Linked DNA regions of Mus musculus: regions 2, 3, 4, 5, 6 and 7 are each linked to region 1. A link is a contact called in public HiChIP or PLAC-seq and promoter capture Hi-C data. All regions are on one chromosome and are shown on one strand. The core of a region is the stretch at or near the end of the contact, and the rest is flanking DNA. Distances in the headings are between cores, read along the strand shown. Region 1 holds the start of Glrx3 (glutaredoxin 3). Region 2 has its middle 22 kb from the start of Gm36431. Region 3 has its middle 17 kb from the start of 6330420H09Rik. Region 4 holds the start of Jakmip3 (janus kinase and microtubule interacting protein 3). Region 5 holds the start of Bnip3 (BCL2/adenovirus E1B interacting protein 3). Region 6 overlaps Ppp2r2d (protein phosphatase 2, regulatory subunit B, delta). Region 7 holds the start of Ppp2r2d (protein phosphatase 2, regulatory subunit B, delta).

Region 1 (2,898 bases), core at 247-2,746:
AGGGCATCAGATCTCATTAAGGATGGTTGTGAGCCACCATGTGGTTGCTAGGATTTGAACTCAGGACCTTTGGAAGAGCGGTCAGTGCTCTTAACCGCCGAGCCATCTCTCCAGCCCCGACCAAGTCAATTCTTATAAAGGACAACATTTAATTGGGGCTGGCTTACAGGTTCAGAGGTTCAGTCCATTATCACCAAGGTGGGAGCATAGCAGCATCCAGGCAGATGTGGGGCTGGAGGAGCTGAGAGTTCCACCACTTGTTCCAAAGGCAGCCAGGAGGAGACTGGCTTCCAGGGAGCTAGGATGAGGGCCTTAAAGCACACACCCACAGTGACACACCTACTCCAATAGGGCCACACCTTCTAATAGTGCCACTCCCTGGGCTGAGCATATACAACCCATCGCACCTTGCAAACCTGTAATACAATACTATAATCAGGATGTTAATGTCCGCGTGTGACCCTGATGTCTTTCTGAGGTTTCTATGGCTTTATTGGTATTGGCGTATGTTTATTTTCTTACAGTCCTAAGTTTGGGGTTCTGCCCCCCCCCCCCCCAGCCAAGAAGCAGAACAATTTGTCCTGTTGCATTTGGAGCACTGTGATCCACATTTTTAGTAGGGGTGTTTCTCAAGATGTGTGTGACACAGCTTCCAGGGCTTTTGTAATCATAGGAGCAGGGCTGCCAATAGGATACAGGAGTGGCCACCGCAAGCAACTCTCCTGTGTTCTTTAAAATGGCTCAGTGAGCAGAGGTAAAAGGACATATTTAATTCCCAATCGATCGAAAATATTTCAATCTGTAATCTGTTACTGTTACTCAGGCTGGCCTGGAACTCACTGTAGAGCCCAGGCTGGACTCAAACTTAAGGAACTTCCTGCCTTAGCATGGGAAAGAGTGTGGAGAAGATACCACTGGCGAGTCACTGCCCGTACAGGGAAGCTTCTAGTAAGAGGGTCATGGAGGCTGGGCCTGGGTGGGAAGGTGCAGGAACTCTAAAAAGGAGCCTAACGGTTCTTAGAGGCAATGGGGCGAGCCATTTAGGTCTTGTGTCAAGGCTGCAACGGCTAACAGGTGTCACAGAGTTGTACTGAAGGTTGATTATGGGGTTCTGAGGGCACCTCTAGAAGAGTTCGAGTTTCCTCCAGGACTGAGGTACAAGGACTATCAGGGTTGTGCTCAGACACTATTGTTTTTTTAGTCTTAAGACTTCCTAGTTCATCTTTATGCAGCTTCATGTGAGATTTCAGCTTGCCAATGTTCTATTCTGACTTCACTCTAATTTACAATACACACATACTTACATCCCTTCCTATTACAGGTTTCTGAGCTCCAGAGCTACAACAGCCAGGGGCCAAGGCATCTAGCTAGTTAGCACACCAATACAAAGCAAGGAGGCTCCGCTAGCCCAACCCAGAGCCTCCCAGTTCTCCCAGTCCGAGGGCGTGACCTTCAGTGCCGGAGGGCGTGGCATAGTGTGTCAGGGGTGGGCCCCCGATCTCAGCGGGCGTGGCTTCCCCGTGCGCAGCCTCCTCGCGTGTCCGTCCGGCCCTATCGAGCCTCCGGCGCTCGACTGCTGGTGTCTGGCGGAGACAGCATGGCGGCGGGGGCGGCCGAGGCAGGCGAGGCAGCCGTGGCAGTGGTGGAAGTCGGCTCTGCCCAGCAGTTTGAAGAGCTACTGCGCCTCAAAACCAAGTACGCGGGGGCGGCGAGAGGGCCCGGGGACCAGAGGGCGGCGGGCCGGGGGGTCACGGGACTTGGGGGCGGCTTCCCAACGCGGCACGTCCGGAGCTGAGCTCGTGGTCCAACGGCGGCCCTACTTGGGCCGCGGCGGTAGCCCCTCCTAGGGAAGCGGCCCGCGGCGGCCCGCGTGCACAATGGACCTGCCCTCCGGAGACCCGCATGTGGCGCCTCCTGAAGGAAGCCTTGGCTGGCGACCAGCCTGCAGGCCCAGCTAGGGTCCCGGGCTTTCCTGAACCACCAGCCGGCTAAGGGAGGGTCTGCGGCGGCCGGGTGCGCGCGCCTCGCCTTTGGCCAAGCCTTCCTGAGGCCAGCCCTGGGGATGCGTGGGAAACCAGGACCTCGGCGCTCTAGGATGCTGCCCTGCCTTGATCTGCATGCAGAGTGGTGAGGGAGGGGTTTCAGGGCCCACTGCCGGGGATCCCCAACCTCTCCTTAGCCCCTTATGTGCTTGTAATCCTGGGGCAAGTTTCCTAACCTCCCCTTCGGCTTCCTCCCGGGTGAATGGACCGGTTCTGTTAAAGCTCTGTTTTGTGGTTGGCGTACCGGAAGCTCTCTCCACTAATGTGGGGGCCTTGGTATCCTCACTGAGCAGAGTGGGCAGGTGGCAGATTGACTGGCTGACATCTGCTACTCCATACAGTATGGAGGAGAATTACAATAGCTCATTCAGAGGCTGGCAGTGTAGCTAGTGCTTAATACACAAGAAACCCTGAGTTCAACTTCTAGCACCGAAAACAACAACTCATCTTCATCAACAACAAAACCAGTCCTTTCCAACCCTTTCGCATTTCAGGTTTACTTGATTTTAAATTTTTTTCCCCCCAAAGAAAAGAAAAAGGGAGAATGAGAGTAACATTAAGTAGAAGCTGACTTCTGATGGATCCAGCCAGGTCGTTTACCAGGCGTTTCGGAGGACGTCAGAGATGGCCTCCTGAAGTGATGAGGGCTTGTGTGGACATGTCCTGAAAAGCTTGAACTTAAATCGTCTGAGAAGATTCTTTTATGTGTGTGTGTTTCACATGCTTAGTTTGTCTTTATGTTTCATGTGTTAAACAGGCCTTAGTGGGTAAAAGTTAGCATGCCATTTATTCTGCAAGTTCAAGGTCAGTTTGATCTTCATAGTGAGTTTCAGGCTAGCCAGAGGTATATAAGGAG
Region 2 (2,898 bases), core at 250-2,749, 1.6 Mb before region 1:
AGAACCAGCACTGCCCAGTGATCTTGCCATCCACTATTCTATTTGTGAGCTGGTGCCCCCTCTCTCTGTGCCATTAGAAACAATGATTTGCTCTGCACGAGTTGATTGCTCTGTAATACTGTTCAAGAGAAGCAGAGTGGCCAGTTTGAAGGTCTAATTTACTCATTCCAGCAATGGTCTAGGTTGTAGTTCCTGTAAGGGCCACTAGGTGGCGTACTCCAAGGCTGCGGTATAGCCCGAGCGCCAGGGAAGAGATGGTTTCCTCTGATAGGTGACTGGCCTGCTCTGGGCAATGGGACAGCGAGGTTTAGCCCTTGGAGGATTTGGGGAGAGCAGTGCCAGGCTTTATCTCTAGACTGGGAGGGCGTTTACTTTTGGCTCAAGCATTGCAGGCCCAGGCTATTACATAGGTATGAGAAAGATCTGCAAGAGGTGGCCGTATGGCTGGTTACCTGGAGACACCTAAGTGGTTTCCCAGGAGCAGGTGAATCTTGGCCTGCTTTTTTTTTTTTTTTTTAATTTTGGACAGGGTTTCTCTGTCTCATTCTGGCTGCCTTGGAACTCTGTCGTCAGGCTGACCTTGAATTTAGAGATCTGCTTGCCTCTGCCTCCTGAGTGCTAGGATTAAAGGTGTGCGCAAACCTGGCTATTCCTGCTTGTTCAAACAGGAACTGTGGTATTGCTGGAATTGGGGTAGGCCCTGCTGAGCTGGTGGTTGGCGGGGATACATAAGAAGCCATTTATTTTCCCAGGGGTCTGGTTGAAGGGTGTACTTCCTGAGTGACAGCATCGTCTCTCTCTACTCCTGTATCTTCTGTCATTTCCTCTATACAGGGACATAGATGACCCACAAGAGAGCAAGGTTTATTTTGTCTTCTAAAATTCAGCCCAGAATTTGAGAATGAGTGCAGTGTGTCAGGCAAGCATTGTAAACACACACACACACACACACACACACACACACACACACACACGACAGACATTACTATAGTTGGCCTTGGCCCATGGTATCTCCACACTGTCCTGGAGCAGGGACCTTTAATCCTGCTCTATTTAAAGCACGGAGGGAAAGGATCCTGAATTCTTGTTTTTGTCCAGAGAGAGGATGTTCCCTTCCTGATCTCTCCATCCAGAGCCTCATTCCAAATGAAGTAATTCTTCAGAGATATCTTGGAGCCTTGCTTTGTTGTTGCTGAGGCCGGTGGGACAGTGCAGGCTCTGCTAAAGACTGAGAAGAGGCTGTGGGCCGGGCGACTTCCAGAGCCTTGGCTGAGTCTGGCCTGACACTAGGAGAGACTGGGGGTGTCGGGTGGGAAGGGATGGTGGCTTGGATTAGTTTCTTGACACATTCTCTGGGGGTTTTAGCCTGCATACAAGCACCCACTCCTCTCCTGGGAACCTACAAGCCGCTCTTGTTGTTACTTTGTGATCTGATGCAGGCTCTCTGAGTAGGGACAGGAACTGACATTCACTTGGAAGACACAGTCAGGGAGTCAGAGCACCTCAAACCTCAGCAAGAGGGAGGTGGCATTGTGTCACTTACCACCAGGAGGGACCAGTCACGGAAGTCGTGGTGTCAGAGGACAATGGCCATCTGCCGCCTCAAGCTTCCACCTAAAACCGCAGCATAATTATGGGCTTGCTCGTCATTTTCCAGTGCACAGTTTCCAGTAAATATTAAAAGGCTGGCTTTTCCTCATTTAGCTTACGGTTTTGAAAGATGGCCTCAAACAAAAAGATCCTATCTGTATGTTGTGCTTTAATTTATTTTCACCTTTTTTTCTCCTTCGGAGACCCCTAGTGTATCCTCATTTTGTTTACTACAAATTAAGCCCGGCTGGTTGTTTACCCGTCTGCAGGTCCCTGAGTGTTGATTGGTACTTTCTTTCTTTTTTTCTTTTCTTTTTTTTTTTTTTTTCTAGTGGTCCCAACCTGGGATTCATTTGCAAGAGGCCCTAATCTGCATGAGAATTGGACAATTAACTTTTGATTAACCACCTAGTTCTTTTTGAAACCACAGTGTATAGGATACTCTGCATTTAAATAATTTCCCTTAAATTGGGAGCAGGCCTTTCATTAAGCCTGTGAGTTTGACTAAACAACAACATTTGGAGATAATCAGGGTCAAGACAATAGGCAAGAAGGCAGGGCTAGAATGTCATCTTTAAATATAACAGCAGAGATAAAGGCCCCCAGATTGTGCCTTATCAAAACACAAAAAAATCAAAGCTCTCTCTTGTCTATGGCAAAATACAGAGGCCCCAATGATGTCAGTGGCCATTGTCTGGCCACAGGCACAGCAGGATTGGCATTCAAGGGGCCCAGTCTAACACACATTACATCACGTAGGGTACTTATCTCAGAGTCTGACAATAATTATCAGGAAGAATATGCTCAGAATGACTTTTTTGTGATTTTTATGCTTCCTCAACACAAGGAAGAGGAGATAACGGCATCGAGAGGACAGCAGTCTCCCTGAAGATTCTCCCAGGAGCTGGGGCTTCGATTAAATTTGCTATGCCACTCCGGTGCCGCTGAACAAGTGGGAGAACAGCCTGGGAGCCTTTTATATAGGGTAATAATAGTCGGGAACACAGCCCTCAACCAAAGATAAGATCCATTGTGGAGCAAACAAAGGGAGCCGATTCCACATCACTGCAAGAATATCTAAGAGCGAAGTTTTCAATCCCCCCCCCATCTCTGTTTCTCTCCTTGCATGCACCTTGCACCTGGTTCTGCAACATGGCTGTTCTGGAGGTGCGGGATGGTGTACCCCTTGAAGCCTCTATCAGTGGGAGGCCAGGAAAGGCAGGTTGTGGAGGATAGAGTTAGTACTTTCTGAGGTCAAGGTCACACCCTTCCTTCTGTGAGTCTCACATCTGGGTCTTCCTCAAGGTT
Region 3 (2,898 bases), core at 163-2,662, 1.6 Mb before region 1:
ATGCTGGGTTGCATGGCAAAGGGCACACCTTCCTCATAGCTGCACTGTGCAAGCCTGGAGAGTCAGAGACAGAGAGGGTGGCTTAAAGACCCAGGTTCCTTCCCTTCTTGGGGTGATCTTCATGTCCCTTCTCTTCACTCCCCTGAGGCTGTTTATCTTCAAAGCACAAAAGATACCAACAAAACACTTGCAGCTTTGCCCTCTCTAGATCTTCTATTCATATGTGTGTGTGTAAGTGTGTACTTCTCTTACACAGTGATGGGCTTTGAGGTGTGACACTGCCACACAACTCCTTGGCTAGTAGCTATGCCCTGTCACTTAGGCCAGGCTGTGCGAGTTGGGAAGGGCTGGCTCTGTGTTTATGAAGATGGTACAGCTGTCTCCCTGTCTGTCTGTGTTTTCTGTGTGTATGTCTGCATTTGGTTTCTCAATGCTGCCCCTGGATTTTATTTCAGAAAGAGAAAACAGAAGAAGATTTAAGCCTGATGAAGTACTGAGGACCATTTGGACCCTCTGCTGTCTTCTTTACTTTGTTCTTTGCTGCAAATATCTTCTGTTTCTGCCCCCACCCCCACCCCCGCCATATTTGAAGATGTTTGAATCTAAAAATCAAGAGGAAATGAGTTAAAACTCAAAGCAGGCATTTCTGCGAGTCTGGCAGTGAAGTCAGGGGGAAGGATATCCAGTGGGTGGAAGACCTAACTTTGAATTCTGTAAACACTGCCCCCACCCTAGTCTCTCCCTATGAAGAACCTGATACCCATGGGGACAGTACACTTAGGGACAGTGGCTTTTTCCTTTATTTGTGTCAGTTTCCCAAATGTGCACATCCTCTGAATCCATAGAACATGCACACGTGCTCCTGAACAGACAGAATAATTTCTGAAATTAGATGCTACAGCTGCAATTAGCCAAAGGCAAGTACAGTAGCTCCCCCCTCTCTTCTTGTCTTCTACAGTCCTTCCCATCTCTCTTCCCTCGCCCCCTTCTTCTCCTCTCACGCCTTTGCCCTTTCGCCTTTTTTACATCTCTCTCTTCCTTTCTCATAAATAAGTACCTTTTGGATTTTTAGGCCCTGCCTCTCACAGTCCCCTCCTGCCCACCTACCTGCAGGCTGCACAGAACACAGCATCAAAGGGTCAGGACCACCAACAAGGTGTCACGGAGAAGGTGACTCAGGATGCAGGGCAGGTGCCAGACTGCTCAAATAAGCATCACCCCCCCAACAGGTTCTCGGGACTGAGACCCTTCTGGTAGCTGGGGATCCTACAGAGGTCAAGAAGCCCCGGGTTAGAGGAAGAAAAGGGGAGAAAGGCAGCGGGCAGATAGCTCCTGCTGCATCCCACTGGGAACCGGGTGCGTTGACAACTCTCAAGCACAAGATGGCACCCTTAAGCTTTCAAAGGAGTCAGGCTCCTCAGGAAACATGACACTACCCTGGCCAGCTGCCTCCTTCTAGGGAGACTGGAGAGGTCCCTTTCCAGTACCCACCAGGCCAGGGGTCTGCTTCACTCTTCTTAAGGCTATGCAGCTGCACAGAGGCCCACCAAGCAGAACCCCTCCTGCCAACCCAGGTAGTTTCTCGTGTGGGCTTTGCAAGTCTGTTATGGCTGGACTCCCAGGCTTTGTTTCCCAAGTTGGAATAAAGGAACTGCACCGGGAAGGGGGCTTTGAGAAACAGAATACCATGCTGGCAGAGGCCCCTGTTGTCCAGGACATGCCACCAGGCTGATGGATGGCTCTATCATTATTTACCAAATTGTGGCCCAGAGCCACACTGGCAAAGGCTTATCAAGGTGGGGGTCTCTGGGCATGTAGAAAGTCCCCTGGGTCTTCTCCCACCGGGCTGACACCCTGAGCACACAAGAGCTCTTCTGTGGGAGAGAAGCTGTTTTTCTGGATCCCATGTTTCCCTTGACTGTGATTAGCTACCTGTCTGCCTGTGAGTCCCAGAGGACAGGGACCTGCCAGGGCCAGATGCCCATCATTGATGGGCAAGCGCTGGCTTACTGCACAGGCAAGGGAGTCAGATTGGCCCTGGAGATCAGCTCTGGGACTTGGGAAGTGGAAAGAAAGGGTTGAAAGTGTTCTGTAGGAGCCAGGCCAGGAAGTGTGGTGGGAGTAGATGTGAACGTGTGCTGTGAAGATGAAGTGGCTTGGGCAGGTGCTCATGCCGGCCAACTGAAGACAGTAACAGACCCAATGCTGCCTCTGTGAGAGGACCGCAGGGATGGACTTATGCCTCCCATGGAGGGGAGCACTCTCACAGAACACTAGAACCCATAGGTCACAGCAGGGTTGAAGCCTTTTTGTTTGTTTCTCTGTGCACACACAGATATGAGCATGTTAACCCATGTGTGTATATATTGTGTGTATATATATATCCGAAAAGCATCACCAGCAGCTCTCTATCGGGGAACAATGTGGATTTAGAACTCCATAGAGCTGGGTTCTCATTTGGTTGTACCACTTCTATGCAGGTGACTCTTAATGGTCACTTGGCCTCTGTGACCTTATTGGTCAATGGGATGAAAGTGGCCCCTCCATTTACAGTAGACCAGAAAGCTGTTAGGTGGGACTTTGCAATTGCTGGGTATCCCTGTGAACCTTGTTGTTTTCCAGCTCATACCTCCTGGTCACCTTGTCACCCTGATATGGAATCCCATCTCCAGTCTCCTCCCATCAGCAGCTGTTTTAGAGAATATCGGTATGCATTGCTGGACTCCAAACCCACGTGGGCCACCTTATATGCTCTGTCCATGAGTGCAGGAGTCGGAGATGTGATGGAGGGCAGGATTGCTGCTCTTTCTTCTGTGCCTGTGGGGAACCCCGACTCACTTTCCAGCCCTTGCTTTACCTTTTCCATTTCTTGTGTGCTGCATACCTGTGTGGGCAGGT
Region 4 (2,898 bases), core at 235-2,734, 1.5 Mb after region 1:
CTCCGGGAGCCAGCCATGAGTTGTCTTCACTGGGACAGACCCTTATTTTGGATATGATTTTCATTTTCAGTCCACTGATCTCACATTGGTATTATCAGTTAGAGACCTGTTACTTGGAGATCCCATCACCCGACACGTGCCTCCCACCCCCGACCCACTTGCAGCTCTGTGTGTGTACATGCGCATGCGCGTGCGTGCGTGCGTGCTGGCTGTGTGATGTAGTCTGCCGGATGGTGGTCTACCTGAGGAGCTCTTCGCTCCAGTACTCACCCTCTCTCTGCATCTATCTATCCTGTCATCCAACCCTCAGAACTCACTCTGTCAGGTGAAGGCCCACCCAGACAGAATACCTATATGTTTTGTGAAGTTTCTTGTTATTCTGTGCTCAGTCTCCCATGTTCTTGGATTAGAGGCACGCACCACAATGTCTGGATGTGACAGTTACCTTTAATTGTCTTTTGGCACAACCTAGACAGAGTCACCTCGGAAAAGAGTCTCACTGAGAGATTGTCTACATGGGGCAGTCTTGTGAGCATTTCTGTGAGGATGTAATAAATTAATGTGAGAAAACCCAGCCCCATGTGGGTGGTACCATTCTCTAGGCAGAGGGACACCCCCAACCCCAAAGTGAAGAAATGGGAGTTGAACACAAGCGAATAAGCAAGTGAGAGCATGCGCTTCTCTCGGCTCTTGACTGCAGATATATGTAACTAGTTGTTTGAAGTTCCTGCCTTGACTTTCCCACAATGATAGACTATAACCTGGAATTGCATGCTGGAATATACTTATTTGTTCCCTGAGTTGCTTTTCGTCTTGGACTTTAATACAGCAGTAGAAATGAAACTAGAACACACGATCACAGGACAAAACAAACAAACAAACAAACAAAGTGAGGGAACAGAGTGCTGAGATACAGGTTTTAGGCAGAGCTCTTGACCCTAGGTTCTATGTCCAGTATCAGAAGGGGAGGGGGCAAAGAGAAGCAGGGAGGACAGAACTCTGAATGTTGGGGTCCGGGATAACATTTGTTTGCTGAAGCCTGAAAAAAACGTTTCTCTCCCTACAGAGCCCTGGAAAGCAGCTTTTGGAGCCGGGAAGCAAAGGGTTAAGGGTTGGGACACCCACGTGCAACTCGCGGGCGCTGCTCATGGCTGCTCACATCCAGCACGCAATGAGGGTGAGTGATTCCTACCACGGATAGTCCCTCGTAGGCGCGTGGCCCTGGGCGACCCGCAGGCACATTTAACCTGGATGGCTTTTAGATCCCCACACAGCACAGCGGGACCCTCTAAACCACCAGGGTCATCTTCGGCAATGTCATTTCTTACTTTAACGGACCCAGGACTTATTTCTTAAAGGAATAAGCGCAACGATCTGGGGAAGCCAAGGGGCGGGCGACGCTGGGCCGGCGCCGGCTGGAGCGCCTGCAGGGGCGGGCCGGGGTTCGGGGCGCTGCCCGTGGTGACGCGCGGCCCCCGCCCGCCGCAGCGCCACTGCGATGGCTGAGCCCGACCGTCGGACGCCGCCGCCCGAAGCCTGATCGAGGGGAACCTTGGTGAGCAGCGGTGCGATCCTCAGGATCCCACGCATCCCACAGTTGACCTGGGAGGGGATGAGGGACGCGCTTTGCAGGGCTCCTTACGCTCCACCCGCTCCTGGCACTGAATATTCAGGGCTGGCGGATGCCCTGCGCTGCGGGCTGTAGGTGGCTTGGGGTGCCGGGGATGACACCGGAATGGAGCAAGGTGGTGACGCCCAGGGTGGCGGAGATAGCACGGGAATAGAAAAGGGTGGCGATGCCCAGGGTGTATGGGGATGGCGCAGGGTAGCGACTCTTGGGGTGGCGCCGGGATGGAGCGGGATGGCACGGGGATGGAGCAGGGTGGCGGGGCTTGCTCGACTCTCCCTGGTGATCCGGGGTCCGGAGGCCTTGCCCGAGTTGGGGTGTTTGCCTCTCTGGGAGATTTCTCGCGTTCCACTGGCAATTTATTTCACTGCACCGGTTTCCCGCGGTGTGCGGGAGCAGGGCCAGCCCAGCGCAGGCCTAGGGAGCTGCCGGTGACGCTGCGCTGGGTGTGGACGCGCAGGTGCGCCGCCGCCGCCGCTGCCGCTGCCGCTGGGGACTCGTCGTCTTCACAGTACCTCCTCCAGGATGGTGCTGCCAGGCCTTTTAGATTTTTAATTTTGGGGCAGATGGTTTAAATTTTTCCCGTGTTCCCGTTTCCGGGATGAACGCACAGCAGTGGGATCTATGCTGAGGATATGCAAGGCCACCGAATTACCATTTACTTGCGTTTGGGAGTTGGTGAGAGGACGCTGGCCTGGGCACTTTTCTTAGGAAAAGGACCTGCCTATCCATTTGACCTTGCCTACTTAAAAAAGAAAATGTTAGGGTTTTTAAAAAGGCAAAAATCAAAAAAACAAAAAAACCAAACCTTCTGCTTCCCAGCTAGATTCAGGCTTCCTCCACAAGATGGTGAAATGTGCAGAGCCCTCTTTGCCGACTGCCTGCAAATACAGCTAAGCCGGCAGTGAAGCCAGTGGTGACTCAGATCTGGGCGCTCTCTGCAGAACAGCAGGACACCAGAAAAGGCTCTGGCCTTGGTTGTGGGGCCCAAACTAGAGAACAGAGTTGCGGGAGTGGGTACTTCCAGCTTGCTCTGTAGGTGGAGTGAAGAAGGCCAGGGTCCTCTTTCCACCAAGGTACCCAATTAATACACCGAGAACAAGGCCCTCTTGGCCCTCTTTTCTCAGGAAGCCAACGTGTGGTTGTGAATTTAAACCCTTAGAGCAATAGCCTGCAGTATTTCACTCTACACTGGTGGGGCTAGGAGTCTGGTTCACCAAGCTTTGAGGCACACCAACACGGAAGACATTAGAGTGTTTTCTGCAGGAAGA
Region 5 (2,898 bases), core at 125-2,624, 1.5 Mb after region 1:
GGGCCTGAGACTCAACTCAGACTCAACTCAGGCCCACCAGGTAGCTCTCAGAAATGGACAATGGCACATAGCACCCAGGCTGGCCTTGCAAAACTAGCAGCTGTCTGCGCAGTGCTAACAGTCTGTAAAGGCTGATGCTGGGAGAGCCTTTCTGTTATTTGTGAGACAGGGTCTGGCTACAGAGCCCCGAACTAGCCTGGTACGACTGTGTAGTCCAGGCTAACCTGGAATTTGTCAAGACTCAACTTCACCCACCCCATGATGGGATTTTAGGTGTGTCACCACACCCAGCCTCACTTCCATTTTAACCTACAATCTACTTCACTGCTTGCAGTGAGCCTACTGAACTAAATTATAAGCACTTTACCCTCCTTTTGAGCTGTTGTAGCTCTCTTCCACACTACCTCCAGCCATACCCCCTCTCTGTTTTTCTCTTTGTAGACTTGGCTGTCCTGAAATTCACTCTGTAGACCAGGTTGGCCTCGAATTTACAGAAATCCCCCTGCCTCTGCCTCCTGATTGCTGGGATAAAAGGTTTGTGCCACCACTGTGCGGCTATCCCACCTCTTAACTCTAAAACCTGACAGAGGTCTGAAACCCTGTATCCTCCTCTTCCATCAGGAAGTGGCAACAAAGCAAGCCAGGGGTAAAGATTGGGGGAGAGGGGACACAGCGGCAAAGCCTGTTAATTCCAAATTCCAGCTACTCTAGAGGCTGAACCAGGAGGATCACAAGTTCAAGACCAGTATGTCTTAAAGCAATAAAATGAAAACTGGTAGTGTTGCTCGGGAAATGAGCACTTACCCAGCACGTTCAGATCTGGTTCTGTCCCCAGTACCAAGTAGGAAAAGTGAAAGGCACTACAGTCATAAATATTAATGACTTCAATCAAAGCACTGAAAATTCAACTGCAACCTCTAACTCACTTAAGCAACTCTGAACAAGGGGACGCCAAGGGCCTGAAATCTGAGCTACTCGGGAAGCTGAGGAAGGAGGATCGCAGAGTTCGAGGCTCCCCTGACCTACAGAGTCTGAAAATACAGAACTATGACAGTGTGAAGAACAGAGCAGGAAAGAAAGACCCGGCCTGCCTGTGAAGGTACTGTCTGTAAGATGCCCCGAGGCTCACCACCCAGCCCCGGCTGCACCGAACTGCATCGCGGCCTCCACTCACCGCACCCCAGCCCGCGACCCTACCGCCTCCGCGGCCCCTCTCGGCCCACTGCCTCACCCTGCAGGTTCTCCTCCCCGCTCTGCGACATGGTGGCTCGGCAAAGGAGCCCGAACCCAACTGCGACAGGCCTGGGAGGCGGTCACCGAGAGGTAGCAGGGGCAGCCTGCGCCGCTCAGTTCTGAGGCCAGGCGACACTGGACTGAGGGACAAGGGGCGGGGCGGGGCGGGACGCACGCGGCGGCGGAGCCCATTGGCTGGGGGGCGGGGCCTGCAGGTGGGGGAGGAACGCGGGGGAGCGTGTGGCACGTGCGGCGCGTGCGCCGGCATGGGCGGGGCCTGAGGCAGGAGTGCGCGGGAGGGCGGCTGTTTTTAAGGTCTAATGCAGAAGTGGACCGGGGGCTGTGCCTGAGGCTGGAGTAACTGGGACCTAGGCGGGTAGGGAAGAGTCTGGGGGCGGGGCTCGAGGTCTGAGCCTTGGGACTCCGAGGTGCGCGCATTGCAGAGGCCAAGAGGCGGGTCTTGAAGCCAGGCTGGAGGTGGGCAGACGTGGGCGGGCTCCGAGATAGGCGTGGCATGAGGACGTGCGGCCAGGTTTTTGGGCGTCTGGCCTTGGGTGCTGAGTTTGCCCCTCCTGCTCGCGGTTGACCCATAGTTCCCCAATCTCCTCCGGAACCTGCGAGCGCCAGCAATGGGAGCACACATGGTCTCGCTGTCTCTATGCACGCTTACAGATAGTTTTTTAGGTTGCATCTTTAAGAAAAATGCAGTCCGGGAGTGCTTATGTATAACTCTAGTCCCAGCCCTGGTTCGTGGCCAGGCTGGGCTGCACTGTATGAAGCTGTTTACAACAAAGCAAAACAAAAAATTTGCCAGTATTCTACTGCAGCATCAATGGCGAGTTGGGTAGTGCTGTGGTATGCTGCATGCGAGAAAGGACGGCATTTTTGGACAGGAACGGTTGGAGAGACCTTTGGAGGGCCAGTTTTGAGGATTCTGCATCCTCCCTGTAACCTACCCAGTAGCTTCTCTGTACTTGGAGGTTGGAATTCCCTCTTGATACAGTTCTGGGATAGAGAAGGGGCTTGTGAACCTCAAAAGAAGCTATCTTAGTAGCAGTGGGTCAGGTCACTAGAAGCAGCTTCATTTGGTGTTTTGTTTTTTCCCAGACAATGTCATAACCGAGGCTGGCTTTGAATTGGCTGTGTAGCAAAAGCTAACCTTGAATTTCCGATCCTACTGCTTTCGCCTCCTGAGAGCTGGGATTATAGCTATGCAGCCTTGATTTCCGTTTGTTTTGTTTGGAGTGCTAAGGTTATACGAGGGCCTTGCACATGCAAGTTCACTGCAGCTGAGCCATGTCACCAGACTGAATCTGATGTCTTTTTTTAGACAGATTCGCTTTGTAACCTACTCTGGTCTTAAACTTTTTTTCCTGCCCCAGCTTCCCAGTGGTTCCACCACTCTTAACTGAAAGCTTGCTTTCTTACAGTGCTCGGAGCTCTAGCCTAGGGCCTTCAGAACAATAAACAGATTCTCTGCTACAGACACCAAACCTTTGTCTCAACCCCCCAGGTGCTGGGATTACAGACATACTACCACACCTAGCAAGAAAAAAACAGCTGTGGTCCTGCTTGGTGACAGACTCTGTGTCCAGCAAGAAACAGCTGTGGTCCTGCTTGGTGATAGCCTCCGTGTCCAGCAAATCCAAGGGTTCAATCCCCAGC
Region 6 (2,898 bases), core at 198-2,697, 1.4 Mb after region 1:
TGCTTTGTGTTGGGGGTTGTTTTCTTTTGTTCTTTGAGTCAAGGTCTCATGGAGCCAAGGTTTACATTGAACTCTCTGTAGTCCTCCTGTCTGCAGGAATTGCTTGTAAGCATCACCTTGGCTAGCTGCTGTCTCAGTTTATGTCTTCCTTTTGAGCAGAGATAACATTTGCCTTTGGATGATCTATATCCAAAGGCAAAGTTAGAAGTGTGGAAGAGATGATTCAGTGATTAAGGTCCTCATTTCAATTCCCAGCATCCACATGGCAGCTCACAACTGCCTGTAACTTCAGTTCCAGGGTTCCCAATACCCTCTTCTGAACTCCTCGGGCACCAGGCATGCACATGGTACATAGACACACATGCAAGCAGAACACCTGTACATACAATAAAATAACTGTTTTATTTAAAAAAGACAAAATTAGCCTGACTGGTGTACTCTTGTAATCCCAGCATTTGGGAGGCTGAGACAGGATGATATGAGATTCCCTGCCCTCTACCCCAAATAAATACCACATAGAAACTCTGTGTACATGCATCTGTTGGTAGAACAATTTTTATTTTTCTGTGCAGTGTTCTTTCCCAGTCCTCTATGACTATATCAGAATATGTGGGCATTGCCTGGCTTACCTGATATCCTCAATAAACTCTGCATAACTGAAAAGCAGTTAATACTTTGCATTGTGAATATGTAGTAATTTCCTCTTACAGATGTTTGCGTGTGAGAAAGTGCCAATGTTCAGATGACTTTTTTCTCCTGGAGATTCTTTATTAGAATCATCTGTCCTATAAGTCTCTGCATCATGTGTTTGCCTCAATACATGCTGCAGAGTAGGAAGGGAATGTCCTCCCTTCAGCCTGCTGCTTGCATATTCACAAGCCAGACAGTTGATCTGCTAATGGTTGCCAAGGCTTAAGTGAACTTCAGTGGGCAAGCTCTGAGCAGTATAGTCAGGAGCTGTTCAGGAAATACTGAGAGTAAAGAGCCCTCAGATGAGAGGGAATTAAGAAATGCTTGGCCAAGATATCTGGCAAAGCCAGTAGAGATCAGACACTTGCTTAACTAAGCATTCTCCTCTGGAGTTGTGAAGATCAATGAGAAACAAGAGAAGGTTTGTTTGGTCCCTCAGGGGGTCATCATAGGATCAAGTTCTTGCAGGATAAGAATATTGCTGCAGAAGATTAGGGGTGAAGGCATGGCTGTTTCCTTCTAGTATGTTTTTAAGTGAATCTGTAACACTGTAGGGGTCTAGTGTGCCAGTGGTAGTTTGAAGTCAGCAAAGGTATATATAATGCAGTCAGTGACAGATAAAGGTAGGAGCAGTTGTGCAAGAACATCCAAGGGTTGAAGGAAATCTGAGCTTATGTGAGCAGGGTTGGAGAAGGCGATGAAGGAAATCTGAGCTTATGTGAGCAGGGTTGGAGAAGGCGAGGTTAATGGCTTCCAAATGTTCCTGGGTTTCAGAATAAAGAGGCACAGAGAACCTTGGAGGAGGTGGAGGTTGCAATGTGGGGAGTGGAGTCAGATTGGAGGAGTACAACTAATGGGCCTAAGGGTCTAGATGGCCACCTGGCGTAAGCAGGACTCAGTAGCTTGATAGATGTGCACAGTGGCTTAGGCCCAGGCATGCAGCAGTGACCACACAGCAGGAGCTTCTGCTGTGAGAGTGAGCACAGCCAAGACTTTCCTCTCTCCAACATGGCTCCACCCCAGCTCTGACCTAGCTAATAGGACTTTTTTGGTTTGGAGTGTAACACTGCTATAGTTACCACCTAGCACCCATCCACCCACCCACATAGTCAATCATCCTGGTTTTGAATTTGATATAAGTGATCTTAACACTATTAGTATGTGCTTCTGCTTTTTATCCTGATTGTGGATGCTAGTTACTTGGTCATTTTCATTGTTCTGTGGCGTTCTTTTGTAATGATTATATATCGTATATATCTGTTCTCCTGAGTGGACATTTAAGTTGCCTTCAGGGCACCTTTTTTTTTTTTTTTTTTTTTTCCTTTTTTCAACTTTAATTAAAACTTGACTTGGTAAAGAATCTTAAGTTGAAATTGTTGGGGGGGGTTTCTTAAAGTTTTAAGGATGGTTAGTATTCATCCATCTCCCTGAAACTGTGTGTTACTATTAGCTCTGCTTCCTTTTGGGGTCTTTCCTGCTCTGTGTACATGTCCTTGTCCTGCACCTATGCCTGGGTTGTAGCAGGCTCATCAGCCCTTTGGCCTGCAGACCTTTGCACCTAGGAGACTCTGGTCCTAACCCTCTGATACTCTTCTTTTCTCTCTCATCTTAGAACTGTCAACTGGGCCATGGGCCACTGAAACCCATCTTCCAGCTGTGTTTGTGCTCTGCCCTTGCGCCTTGCAGTTTTTAGGCTGCTTACATTTCAGGTAAAAGTGCCTTCTCAGACAGGCCAGGATGACAGTAGCTGCCTCCCAGGCACAGCTTACAATGACACTAGCACAGTAAGTGCTGTTAGTAGACAACAGGGCTAAAGATGTTAGTGGTCACTATGGATCCTTTACTAGTGGACATTTGTTTTCTTCTAAGTGTTTGCTTTGTTTGGTTGACTTTTCTCACATCTGCAGATCCTGAGTTGTGGCTTTTGTTTTAAAAGTAGGGCCATTGTGAAGACAGTTCTGTGAGCAAGTGGTCTTGGAGAACTGTCTGTCTTCTGCATTCTTGCTTTGGCATCTCTGAGAGGTATCATGGGGTCAGGATGGGGGTGCTAGCCCATCACCCAGCGTCACAGGAACATGAAATGGGATGGACCCAGGGAATGTTCCCCTAACTGGAGCTATTTGGACGTAGGGCATAGGAGTGGCTTCAAGTCTGACATTGCTCAAAATAACTGAATTGTCTGCAATAAAGTGATCTAAATATCCAACA
Region 7 (2,898 bases), core at 247-2,746, 1.4 Mb after region 1:
ATTCCTATATCCTCACTACTCCATGTCTCTTATTCTTCTCCATTACTCTCATACACCCAGACACATGCAGCTCATTTTATCCTCCTACTTAACTCAGAGACAGTTCTTTCAGAAACAACCCTGAGTGCTGCTACTGATGGAAGGCCCTATTTCTTCATGACTTTCTCCAGCTCTTGGCCATAGCCAGCCCTCTCATCAGAGTTCACCCCCTGAAAACAGCTTCCTGCTCTGTCCCGGACCACCTTGCCTCCACTGCTATGACTAGCCTTCCTTGGCCACTTCTGTTCTCCCCACAGCTTCTTGCTGCCCTTTAAACACATTAGCAAGCTTAGGTGTGCTCCGTGCTTGTAAACCCAGCGCCAACGAGGTGGAACCAGACGTATTTCAATTTAGAGACCAGCCTCATGTTACATGGCAAGACCCTAATCAAAGTGTGTGTGTGCAATTGAATTAAAAATAAAACATCGGAAAGAAAAGGTCAGGGTGGCCCAGCCTGTGCACTAGCTGTTCTCATTTCTAGCAGCCGCCCAAGACGTCAGCCTGAGATTCTTTCTTATCTCCTCTAATTGCTCTCCTAAAGATACCAACTGCTCCAATCTCCTTCCCCTGCTTCTGTGTTGTATTTAACTCTAGTCCACTTAACTTTCCCCAGGTTTTTCTTATTGTCTCTTCTCCGCTGAAGAGTAAACTCCACCAGGACAGACACATCACCTCTACACAAGCAGCATCCCAGCCAAGACTGAGAATAGAAAAAGCACTTGCTAAAAGGCAAAACATTTTTGAAGTGGAGAATGCTCTGGTTTGGAACAACTGCCCTCTAGTGGTGCAGTACGCTCACTGCCAACTTCATAGTGATTTCGGATAAGTCAAGCCCACGAACAAATAATTCCTCTTCATGCTAGAAAAACACACCCACAAATAAAGCAAATGTCGAGAACGGTTCCCTAGGGGCTATACTGAGAGCTCAAAGAATCCCTGAAGTAGCACTCTGATGAGATCAGTGCTCAGAAGCTACGATCAAAGATTCTGGGGGCAAGAGAGCCTGGATGATGGGCAAAATTACGCACGCAGGTGCTGGGTTCCAGGTGCTCCGGGGATCAGAGGCCCCGCCTGCCCACGGCCGAGCGCTCTCTATTGGCAGATCCACGGAGGTTCCGCGTTCCCGTTGGCTCAGCTGTAGGAAAGGCCCAGGCCTTCGAGCATCCAGTCCAGCCGGCCGCAGAAGAAAGTCTGAGGCCTTAAGAACGTAGAGGGCGTCGCGTCCTAGCCTTGACACGACTCGAGAAGGCCGCCTCTATCTGCCAGCGGACTAGTCCAAGACACTCCTCTCCTTGGACCGCAGCGGCTACGTAGGTCCAACCTCAAGACAGCTCGCGCAGACGCAGTCGGCGCACGGTGCGCCCCCGGCAGCCCCCGCGGCACTGACCGTCGGAGGAGGCGGAGGGGGATGACGTCATCCGGCGGGGCGACGGGCATTGGGCGCCATTTTGAAAAGGGGAAAAAATTCCCTCCCCGGCGGCGGCGACGGTGGCGGCAGCGGCGGCGGCGGTGGCGGCCGGGGCTGAGCGCTCGGAGCGCCTCGGTCGGCCGCGCTCGGCTGGGCGCGTCCCGCCCGCGCCATGGCAGGTGAGGGCCGTGCGCGAGCGAGCGAGCGGGGCGGGCGGGCGGACTGGACGGTGGTGGGGCGGGGCGGGGCCGGCCTGACGGCGCGCTCTGTTGCAGGAGCTGGAGGCGGCGGCTGCCCGGCGGGCGGCAACGACTTCCAGTGGTGCTTCTCGCAGGTGAAGGGCGCTGTCGACGAGGACGTGGCGGAAGGTGAGGCCCGACCGACACCCCACCCCAACCCCCGAGCCCCGCAAGGTCATGCTCGCTCAGCCGCCGGTCCGGACGCGGCCGCCTTTGCCCGCCTGACCGGCGTTGTCCCGGGAGACCCTCGGCCGGCCAGCGGCTGAAGAGAGGGAGGGGTGTCCGTAGGGAGACGGCTGCGGACGCGGGGCTGGGGAGAGACTGCGGCTGAGTCCCGCTTCGGGGATCTGTTGGGGAGACGGCGGTGGACGCTAGCCTTGGGAGGCTATGGGGATGATGGCCATGACGCCGGCCTCAGGGGTCGGTGGGCACAGATGGCCATGGAGGCCAGCCTCGGGAGGCTATGGGGAGACGACCGTGGACGCCGGCCTCGAGGGTCTGTAAGAAGGTAAGGCCGGGGCAGAGGTATCGAGCCATGTAAGGAAGATGCGGCCACAGGTCTTTGGAGTCTGGGGTGTATAACGATCTTAAATGCATGTCTCACTAGCGTCTGTACGGAGTGAAGAAAAAGGACTGTAGACACTAGGCAGCGACCCCGGGATTCCGCTAGGAGTTGGTACCACGGGGTGAGGTGAGGTCCATTTTTGTGAAAGGAGAGAGATAGGGGGGCATGGCAGTTGATCTTGAGGCCCTGTGGGGTAAATCAGGTCCCAGACACTAATGTGGGAGCCCATGCAATATAAAGGGTCTTTCATCTATCTCCCTGGCACCCGTATAAGGTGGAAGGAGAACCATGCAGGGTTATCAGTCTCCGGGGGCCCATGCTGGACTGGACTCAGGACGGGATGGAGCACCGAGTGCTCTGGATACCCTGTTTGTGGTCGTAGGTGTGCTAGTCTGTCCAGTCCAATCTCTGGCCAGGTAGACGTCGGTCAGCCCTGGATCTCCACCTCTTGTTGTTGAGCAAGAGGAACTTATTTGTCATGGGGTCTCCTGAAGCGCTACAGTAGTGGCGGTTTTCTTTTTTTAACTGAGTAGTGTTTTCTCTTCCCACACTGCTCTTTAAAGTCACTTCTCCAGACTTTGTTTTTTGATGTTGTCCCATCCAGCCAAGTCCTGGGATTTCAAACACACACTGTGTGTGTGTGTGTG

The links. Promoter capture Hi-C pulls out the DNA fragments that hold promoters and counts their contacts. HiChIP or PLAC-seq counts read pairs in DNA pulled down with a chosen protein or histone mark.
Region 2: a contact with region 1 is called in an H3K27ac HiChIP or PLAC-seq map of extraembryonic endoderm stem cells, with 11 times the contacts expected there. The contact joins the enhancer-like site here to the promoter of Glrx3 in region 1. A contact is called at or near these places in 7 of 39 promoter capture datasets (the 3T3-L1 cell line, 3T3-L1-derived adipocytes, cranial neural crest and 4 more) and 6 of 115 datasets of contacts at active chromatin or transcription factors (astrocytes, embryonic forebrain, embryonic limb bud and 3 more).
Region 3: an H3K4me3 HiChIP or PLAC-seq map of neural tube shows a contact between it and region 1, with 7 times the contacts expected there. The contact joins the enhancer-like site here to the promoter of Glrx3 in region 1. A contact is called at or near these places in 6 of 39 promoter capture datasets (the 3T3-L1 cell line, cranial neural crest, frontonasal cranial neural crest and 2 more), 1 of 484 Hi-C or Micro-C datasets (ventricular fibroblasts), 5 of 115 datasets of contacts at active chromatin or transcription factors (embryonic forebrain, embryonic midbrain, forebrain and 2 more) and 1 of 9 other capture datasets (embryonic stem cells).
Region 4: a contact with region 1 is called in an H3K4me3 HiChIP or PLAC-seq map of pro-B cells, with 10 times the contacts expected there. The contact joins the promoter of Jakmip3 here to the promoter of Glrx3 in region 1. A contact is called at or near these places in 6 of 39 promoter capture datasets (the 3T3-L1 cell line, cranial neural crest, hippocampal neurons and 3 more), 1 of 15 datasets of contacts at CTCF or cohesin (large pre-B cells) and 6 of 115 datasets of contacts at active chromatin or transcription factors (the 230-238 cell line, embryonic stem cells, epiblast stem cells and 3 more).
Region 5: a contact with region 1 is called in a promoter capture Hi-C map of pre-B cells. The contact joins the promoter of Bnip3 here to the promoter of Glrx3 in region 1. A contact is called at or near these places in 16 of 39 promoter capture datasets (the 3T3-L1 cell line, 3T3-L1-derived adipocytes, the C10 cell line and 10 more), 3 of 484 Hi-C or Micro-C datasets (the G1E-ER4 cell line and embryonic stem cells), 9 of 115 datasets of contacts at active chromatin or transcription factors (the 230-238 cell line, embryonic stem cells, extraembryonic endoderm stem cells and 3 more) and 2 of 9 other capture datasets (adipose tissue and liver).
Region 6: an RNA polymerase II HiChIP or PLAC-seq map of embryonic stem cells shows a contact between it and region 1, with 5 read pairs. The contact joins the enhancer-like site here to the promoter of Glrx3 in region 1. A contact is called at or near these places in 9 of 39 promoter capture datasets (the 3T3-L1 cell line, 3T3-L1-derived adipocytes, the C10 cell line and 5 more) and 3 of 115 datasets of contacts at active chromatin or transcription factors (all in embryonic stem cells).
Region 7: a contact with region 1 is called in a promoter capture Hi-C map of pre-B cells, with 10 times the contacts expected there. The contact joins the promoter of Ppp2r2d here to the promoter of Glrx3 in region 1. A contact is called at or near these places in 21 of 39 promoter capture datasets (the 3T3-L1 cell line, 3T3-L1-derived adipocytes, the C10 cell line and 12 more), 3 of 484 Hi-C or Micro-C datasets (embryonic stem cells, muscle stem cells and regulatory T cells), 29 of 115 datasets of contacts at active chromatin or transcription factors (the 230-238 cell line, the NIH/3T3 cell line, SST interneurons and 17 more) and 3 of 9 other capture datasets (adipose tissue, embryonic stem cells and liver).

Annotation. Positions count from the first base shown.
Region 1 is chr7:137,436,077-137,438,974 of GRCm38.p6, forward strand. It overlaps Glrx3 (glutaredoxin 3), which reads left to right and starts at 1,497. Exons shown (of 11, transcript NM_023140.5): 1 at 1,497-1,695. The coding sequence starts at 1,598.
Region 2 is chr7:135,792,877-135,795,774 of GRCm38.p6, forward strand. No RefSeq gene overlaps it. Among named protein-coding and RNA genes, the nearest start is that of Gm36431, 22 kb to the right of the region's middle. Within about 2 kb of position 1,500, at least 8 of the 459 cell types and tissues checked have an H3K27ac peak or open chromatin away from gene starts, as enhancers often do. A contact at or near this core is called in extraembryonic endoderm stem cells, where this site is marked.
Region 3 is chr7:135,835,844-135,838,741 of GRCm38.p6, forward strand. No RefSeq gene overlaps it. Among named protein-coding and RNA genes, the nearest start is that of 6330420H09Rik, 17 kb to the right of the region's middle. Within about 2 kb of position 1,413, at least 23 of the 459 cell types and tissues checked have an H3K27ac peak or open chromatin away from gene starts, as enhancers often do. A contact at or near this core is called in neural tube, where this site is marked.
Region 4 is chr7:138,939,246-138,942,143 of GRCm38.p6, forward strand. Jakmip3 (janus kinase and microtubule interacting protein 3) reads left to right here and starts at 1,485. Exons shown (of 20, transcript NM_028708.2): 1 at 1,485-1,555.
Region 5 is chr7:138,908,132-138,911,029 of GRCm38.p6, forward strand. Bnip3 (BCL2/adenovirus E1B interacting protein 3) reads right to left here and starts at 1,375. Exons shown (of 6, transcript NM_009760.4): 1 at 1,232-1,375. The coding sequence starts at 1,262.
Region 6 is chr7:138,862,719-138,865,616 of GRCm38.p6, forward strand. All of the region lies in intron 2 of Ppp2r2d (protein phosphatase 2, regulatory subunit B, delta), which reads left to right. Among named protein-coding and RNA genes, the nearest start is that of Ppp2r2d, 18 kb to the left of the region's middle. Within about 2 kb of position 1,448, at least 35 of the 459 cell types and tissues checked have an H3K27ac peak or open chromatin away from gene starts, as enhancers often do. A contact at or near this core is called in embryonic stem cells, liver and second pharyngeal arch cranial neural crest, where this site is marked.
Region 7 is chr7:138,844,890-138,847,787 of GRCm38.p6, forward strand. Ppp2r2d (protein phosphatase 2, regulatory subunit B, delta) reads left to right here and starts at 1,497. Exons shown (of 9, transcript NM_026391.2): 1 at 1,497-1,626; 2 at 1,723-1,815. The coding sequence starts at 1,620. Mapk1ip1 (mitogen-activated protein kinase 1 interacting protein 1) reads right to left here and starts at 1,378. Exons shown (of 2, transcript NM_001045483.1): 1 at 1,068-1,378.